2 separate regions of the Mus musculus genome follow, and region 1 is linked to region 2. A link is a contact called in public Hi-C data. All regions are on one chromosome and are shown on one strand. Each heading gives the region's core, a stretch centred on a gene start, on an enhancer-like site or on the middle of the called end of the contact. The rest is flanking DNA. Distances are from core to core; before and after follow the strand shown.

Region 1 (3,866 bases), core at 1,062-3,561, 36 kb before region 2:
ATAGAGGAACTGATAATTTCCTAATTCCTTATCATGATTTTATAGAACTCCTAAACTGATACAAGTAAGCTACAGTGCCCATCCTTTGTGAGGAGGGACTAATACAGAACACGCCCAAGTCTGGTCATCGTGTACTGGAGGACCCTGAGTCGATCACAGGATCTCTATCTCCTCCCGCCCTGCTAGCTACTGGAAACTCATGACTCAGTGAGGAGGATGGCCCAACACAGCCTCCCTAAACATCTGAGTTCCATTCCCTTAGCTCGACTGTGAGGTGAAAGGGAACAAGACACAGGACAGGAGGACGTGGAACCCTCAAGGTAAGGATCCGGCTCAGGAGCTAAAACTCCTGCTATACAAGCACAAGGAACCACCTGAAAGGTGAGTGTAGATAGGGAGGGAGCCAGGGTCCCCACAGCAAGCTAGCCCAGTCAGTGTACTCTGGGTTTTACTGAGAGACCCTGCCTCAATGAATAAGGCAGAAGAGTGGCCAAGGGCTATCCTTGACACCAACTGACCTCAGCCTTACACACATACACACACACACACACACACACACACACACGGTGGAAAAATAAAACACACAAGAAAGCAGAATGAGAACACACATAACCACAAGGGATTGCTAGCCAAACACACAAGCAACTTTAACCACTGAAACTAACAAAAAGATTACAGGGGTGAAGGACTAGATGCCTCTCCAGAAAGACAGATGATGAAGGTATCATGTTCAGTCTCTCCTACCAACCGTCCACAACACAGATGACTGCAGTGATCCCAAATGTGTGGGTTCACATGCTAGGTATTCCCCATTCTGCAGAGAGTGTCAAATCCCACAGATGGGGAGGGGGGGTCTCACTCACAAATCACACAGCCCAGCTACAAGTCAGAGTTCCCTTGACCCCTCTTCAGGCTTCACCAATTTGCTAGACCAGCTCACGAAACTCAGAGCAAAAATCTTGCCCACTGGTTTATTACAGAACATGTTTTCCAAGGCTATAGATACAGGTTAGAGAGATGTGTTGGGGGTTAAGCACACTTGTGGCTCTTTCAGAGGATCCAGGTTCAGTTCCCAGCATGCATGTGGCTGCTCACACCATCTATAAGTCAGTTCCAGAGAATGTGACTGCCTCTTCTGGCCTCCTCAGGCAACCTCGTTCACATGGTGCATATACATACACTCAGAACACACACACACACACACACACATAAAATCTTTAATGGCTACAGATTAAGAGGGTGGAGAGATAGCTCAGTGGTCAAGAGCACACTCACATAGTGGCTCACATGGAGTCCTTGACTCCAGTGTCAGGGAATCAATGCCCCTTCTGGACTCAAAAGCACTGCATACGTGTGATGCACTTACATACATGCAAGCGAAACTCTCACATAACAAATAGTTTTTTTTAAATGGTTTAAAGGCTACAGATAGCAGGACAGATGAAGAGAACTTTGCAGACAGGTCATTGAGTGTGGGGACATCCATCCCCAGTTAGTAGTCCCCAATCCCTCTTCCAGTACACAGAAAAGTCCTTCTAAACCTTTCTGCATCCAGTCCTTTGGAGAACTGTGTGCAGACTTCATTATACAGGCATGAGTAAAATATGGAAAGTATGTTGGGGCTGGAGATGGCTCAGTGGATAAGAGCACTGGATACTACTATAGAGGGCCTGGGTTCTGTTCCCAGGACCCACGTGGCAGATAACTAATGTCTGTAACTCCAATTCCAGAGCATCCAGCGCTCTCTTCTGGACTCTGCTGGCAATGAAAGCACACAGTGCACAGATACACACGCAGGAAAAACACCCCCCATACATAAACAGAAACCTGAATGTGCAAGAACGGTATGGCCTGTTTAGATTGCTCTGTAGTGTTCCTTGTTCCCACGGACAGAACAGAAGGGGGCTCCCTGTAGCCGGGGATCAGCCGCTCCGGAGCCAGGCACCTGTGAGGATGCTGGGCCGGGGCTGCTCCTCTGTCGCGAAGCGTGGCTTGGGACCTCCCACCCTCCAGAGCTGGTTGCAACCTCGCGATCTGTGAGAAGCTCGGAGGCACCTGGAGGAAGAGAGCTTGCAGCATGGACCGCGCAAGGCCCCGCGCTCGGCCGCTCCCCGCCCCCGGCAGCTACTTACAAACGAGGACAGGGACGGCAGGAGGATGCGCAGCAAGTTACACCCGAACACGAAGCTCAACACCAGCAGCCACGCCCAGCGGTCCGTCTCGGACGCGCTCATGCTGGATCCCAGGCACCTGCACCGCTACGACAGCGCCATGGTGACCGCGCCTCCGCGCTCGCCTACGCCTGCGCACTGCAGCCCTGCTCCGCTACGGCAGCGCCTGGGAGCAGCGTCGTCAACTGCGCCTGCGCACTGCAGTCCTGTTCCGCTATGGCAGCACCAGGGAGACGGCGTCGTCAACTGCGCCTGCGCCGGCGCGCCACGGCTAGGGCTACACGTCGGGCCGCGGTGCACGCACGCTACACCTCCTCTAGGGGGCAGCATGGGATGTTACTTAGCAGCCATTTTCGCCTTTCGCCTTCCCGGCTTCCGTAGCCGGGTGATAGCCCACTTCGGGAGGCTAAACAGGTTTTGGCAAACTGTGATTGCTTGTAGTAACCGAAAACTATTTACGTTCTTACTGAGTTAACTAACGCACTTTTATTCTTTTTTATGTATATGAATTTTTTTTAAAGATTTATTTATTTATTGTAAGTACACTGTAGCTGTCCTCAGACACTCCAGAAGAGGGAGTCAGATCTCATTACTGATGGTTGTGAGCCACCATGTGGTTGCTGGGATTTGAACTCCTGACCTTCGGAAGAGCAGTCGGGTGCTCTTACCCACTGAGCCATCTCACCAGCCCTCTCACTTTTATTCTTAAATAAATTTATTTTAGGATAAGCCTCTGCATGAATAGAAAGTTACTTTATCATAGATGGTAACTGAAACTGTTTCCTAAACCGTTGTCGCATGTAAAATGGTTCGACTACATTTTAAAACTAAGCACTAATAAACACGAACAATGTAGAAAATCGTCACCCTAAAAGATAAGTTTATTCATCAAAAGACATCACATAGTGACTGGTAGAGACTTGCCAAGCATGTGGGAAGTCTTAGGTACCAGCCATGCTCAGCACGCACAAAGAAAAAGTTTACAGTGAGCTTTTAATAAAATTATCTAAATTTAGGCAATGATGAGTATTCATAACAAAAGAACCGCGGCTCACTTGTATATGGGGAATAAAGTGGAAGATAGTTGGCTGTCTTTTCTGCCACGTTAGTCAGAGAACGGGTTACTTCTAGAAACACTGCCTGTGTTTCTACCAGCAGCGGTGGGATGAATTATCTCAACGAAAGGGCACGCTGACTAGGAGACTGCCACTCCATAACCTTCCCTTCCAACTGGACTGTAGACAGACTGCCAGGTGCTCTCTCTCCACGCTGAGGTTTTAGATAGATTAAGGAAGAGCAGCCTCGTGAGAAATTATGGCAGTGTGTCTAAGTCTCCCTCCCCACAAACCCACCTTGACACATACACACACACACACACACACACACACACACACACACACACACACCTGCTTGCTCTTCAATCCCAAATCTCTGCTTTTTAGAATGAAAAGGAAATTATCAACCAAGGTCCCCACTGTACAGGAGGACCACTCTGTTCTTGGTGAGGCGAGATACTAAAAAAATTTCTGGTGAATAGCCTATAACATACATGCAGCTGGGGTGGTGTGATGGTTTGTATGTGCTCAGCCCAGAGAGTGCCACTATTAGAAGATGGGCCCCTGTTGGAGTAAGTGTGTCACTGTGGGTGTGGGCTTTAAGACCCTCATCCTAGCTGCCTGGAAGCCAGTATTCTGC
Region 2 (3,826 bases), core at 1,274-3,773:
CTTGTCTCCAAATAAAGATTAAAATATGAGATGGGGCCATATGGTGTTTGCCTACGAAGTCCCAGATTCAGTCTTCATTGTCACAGGATGGCTACACACACACACACACACACACACACACACACACACACACACCCCTAAGATTAATCAAACAGTAACCAGGCTAGTGGCAATACACCTTTAATCCCAGCATTCGGGAGGCAGAGGCAGGAAGATCTCTGTAAATTCAAGACCATCCTCGTCTACGTAGTGAGTTTCAGGACAGCTAGAGCTACATATGAGACCTTGTCTCTCACAAACAAACAAACAAACAAACAAACAAACATTGTTCAAACAGACCTTAGAGTTTAACCACACACCTATGGTCTTGGGGACTGACAGTGTGTGAGCATTAGGGACCCTCTCTTCCCACCGAGCCTGTAGGTGGTACCCATTCCTGGGTCTTTCTGCTACCATGGATGCCTTGGTTTTGCTCAGTGTGAGCTGTATTTTGAAATGGCTTTCTTGAAGCTTCCTGATACCTTATTAATCTACTCTGATGCCTCTCACTGAATTTCTCCCATTTATAGTTAATAACCAGGGTGTAAATGTTCTCAATCAGATACAATCTTGGTATCTTATGCCTGTAATCCCACACTGTCTTAGGGCTTTACTGCTGTGAACAGACATCATAACCAAAGCAACTCTTATAAGGACAACATTTTTTTTTTTTTTAAATATTTATTTATTTATTATATGTAAGTACACTGTAGTTGTTTTCAGATACACCAGAAGAGGGAGTCAGATCTCATTACGGGTGGTTGTGAGCCACCATGTGGTTGCTGGGATTTGAACTTCGGACCTTCGGAAGAGCAGTCGGGTGCTCTTACCCACTGAGCCATCTCACCAGCCCCTAAGGACAACATTTAATTGGGGCTGGCTTATAGGTTCAGAGGTTCAGTCCATCATCATCAAGGCAGGAACATGACAGCATCTAGGTAGGCATGGTGCAGGGAGAGCAGAGAGTTCTACATCTTCATCTGAAGGCTGCTAGCAGAATGCTGGCTTCCAGGCAGCTAGGATGAGAGTCTTAAAGCCCACACCCACAATGACACACCTACTCCAATAGGGCCACACCTGGTAATAGTGCCACTCCCTGGGTCAAGCATATACAAACCATAACACCTACCATTTAGGGGGGTCAGGAAGGAGGACTACCATGAGTTTGAGGCCAGTCTGGGCTACGGATGGTGCTCCTGTATGATGCAGGGTCCTTCAGTGTGTTCCTTAATCTGCCTCTTGAGCAAGAGTAGTAGTAGCATGGTCACATCTTACATAAGAAGCTGCTCCTGGCACAGATTAGTGACCAACTACAAAGCTACACACCTAGACTGTGAACTGGGTTTAATCTGCGTATATTTTTAAAGTTTCATTCTTCTCCTCGGAGCTCAAGAACAATTTTACTGGCGTTTAAAAGAAAAAACCCAGGGCAAGTGGTTGTAAATTCTGGCAGCTGCTCACAAGAGGAACAAGACTGGGGTGGGGTGGTGGTAAGGCAGGCATACCATGGAGGACAGCCACATGGCAGGGTGGAGCAGAGGTGGGGGAAGTTTAGAGAAATAGTGAAGCCAATTTCATTAATGAAAACATGTTAGAAGGGAAGTATGCCTTTCCGAATAATTCAGAAAAACAGACAGACTCACAAAGCAGTATGGCCTTTGTGATGGTTTGTGTATGCTTGGCCTAGGGAATGGCACTATTTGGAGGTGTGGCCCTGTTGGAGTAGTTGTATCACTGTGAGTGTGGGCTTTAAGACCCTCATTCTAGCCAGGCATGGTGGCGCACTCCTTTAATCCCAGCACTTGGGAGGCAGAGGCAGGCGGATTTCTGAGTTCAAAGACAGCCTGAGTTCCAGGACAGCCAGGGCTACAGAGAAACCCTGTCTCGAAAAACAACAACAACAACAACAAAAAAAAAAAAACCAAAACAAAACAAAAAAGACCCTCATTCTAGCTGCCTTGGAGCCAGTATTTTGCTAGCAGACTTCAGATGAAGATGTAGAACTCTCAGCTTCTCCTGCACCATGCCTGCCTGGATGCCATCATGTTCCCACCTCAATGATAATGGACTGAACCTCTGAACCTGTAGAATACCCATGAACCCACCAGCTAGAGTCTACAATTTGTGTTTTATTATTTTGAGAGAGCCTCTCACTATACTGCCCTGGCTGACATACAACTCACTAGGTAGACCAGGCTGGCCTTGAACTCATGGAGATCTGCCTGCCTCCCTGCCTGCCTCTCCAGTTCAGGGATTAAAGGTTGCCACAAGAGCTGGCACTATGATGTGTGCTTTTGACGGTTCTTGCTTGTCCAGCTGTTTTTACATCTCCTCCATCGCCAGCCTTGCCTTGCTCTCGTATTTCAAAGCATCAGTACACTTACTTCCCCTACAACTTTGGCTCACATATTACTAACTGAAAGTTCAATATTTATGTTCTCTCTCCTGGGGGGTAAAATTTGCATCTAGTGAAACGTTCTAATCCTAGACTTCCTGTTTGCCATTGCACCTGCTCACTTGCTGCCTCCCTTGGGTCACAATGCACACACCTTGCCCATCCCTTCTCTAAGGTTTCATTTAGCCACCATAATCAGTAGCTTCTTGTTGTTGTTGTTGTTTTGAGGTGGAGTTTCTCTGTGTAACAACCCTGCCCATCCTGGAGCTCAGTCTATAGACCAGGCTGGCCTTGAAGTCACAGAGATCCACCTGCCTCTGCCTTCCATGATAAGCCAGGGACTGTACCTCTGAGTCATCCCCTCACCCCAGTGATTGATCTTGCCTTTTCATAACTTGAAGACTGTCTTAGTTAGGGTTTACTGTTGTGAACAGAAACCATGATCAAAGCAACTCTTTTTGTTTGTTTGTTTGTTTGTTTGTTTGTTTTTGATTCTTCAGCTGACAGCAAGAGGATTTATCATACACGAGTTACACTTGGCCACAAGAGAGAACAGAACTCGTCCAGAGTGCCAAAGGTCCGGGGCAGAGGGCCAGCGGGACTGTTTTGGTTGTAAGAAAGGCAGTCATTCCCCCAGGTGATGTTGGCGAGATGACATTCCAGGTCCACTGAGACTTATTATCCACATCAGCATACAGTCCAACAGCTTGTTTCGGTGTCCTGGCCTTCAGCATCCCTCACTTCTGCTCCTGTAGGCGTCGTGGGTGCACAGGCTGATTTACTTGGATCTCTGCCTCATCTTTCTTCTCTTGCGCTTCAGTCTACGCTTTATCTTCTCCCGCCTCTTCGCTCTCATGGCACAGGAGTTTCAAGGAAGATGGTGCTAAGGCGGAGAGAGCCCAAGGCAACTCTTATAAGGACAACTTTTTATTGGGATTAGCTTACAGGTTCAGAGGTTCAGTTCATTATCATCGAGGGGGGAGCATGGCAGCATCCAGGCAGGTATGGCACAGGAGGAGCTGGGAGCTCTACATCTTGTTCCGAAGACAAATAGGAGAAGACTGACTTCCAGGCACCTAGGAGGAGGGTCTCATAGTTCATGCCAGCAGTGACACACCCACTCCAACAAGGCCACACCTCCTATTAGTGCTACTCTCTGGGCCAAGCATATTCAAACCACCACAGAGACCATTTTGTTCTTTCCATTTGCTTATGACTTTATGACCAAGATCCTTAGATATACATGTGTTTGCTACAAGATACCTTTCCATATTTTCTCACATGGGAGTCAAATATAGAGAAAATACCAGTCTGCCTACAGGAGTGAGGCCCTGGGTTTGATCCCCAGATCCCACTGATAACAAAAGAGATAAAAATCCACTGACTTGCTGG

What was found. A called contact is a pair of places that touch in the nucleus more often than the background predicts.
Region 1: a Hi-C map of morula shows a contact between it and region 2, with 1.8 times the contacts expected there. The contact joins the promoter of Get1 here to the enhancer-like site in region 2. A contact is called at or near these places in 8 of 39 promoter capture datasets (the 3T3-L1 cell line, the C10 cell line, cranial neural crest and 4 more), 3 of 15 datasets of contacts at CTCF or cohesin (embryonic stem cells, large pre-B cells and pro-B cells), 64 of 484 Hi-C or Micro-C datasets (the 4T1 cell line, the AML12 cell line, B cells and 23 more), 19 of 115 datasets of contacts at active chromatin or transcription factors (the HPC-7 cell line, bone marrow-derived macrophages, embryonic fibroblasts and 7 more) and 3 of 9 other capture datasets (adipose tissue, liver and pancreatic islet).

Annotation. Positions count from the first base shown.
Region 1 is chr16:96,143,845-96,147,710 of GRCm38.p6, reverse strand. It overlaps Get1 (guided entry of tail-anchored proteins factor 1), which reads right to left and starts at 2,311. Exons shown (of 5, transcript NM_207301.3): 1 at 2,133-2,311. The coding sequence starts at 2,234.
Region 2 is chr16:96,108,573-96,112,398 of GRCm38.p6, reverse strand. No RefSeq gene overlaps it. Among named protein-coding and RNA genes, the nearest start is that of Hmgn1, 17 kb to the left of the region's middle. Within about 2 kb of position 2,523, at least 23 of the 459 cell types and tissues checked have an H3K27ac peak or open chromatin away from gene starts, as enhancers often do. A contact at or near this core is called in B cells, germinal center B cells and morula, where this site is marked.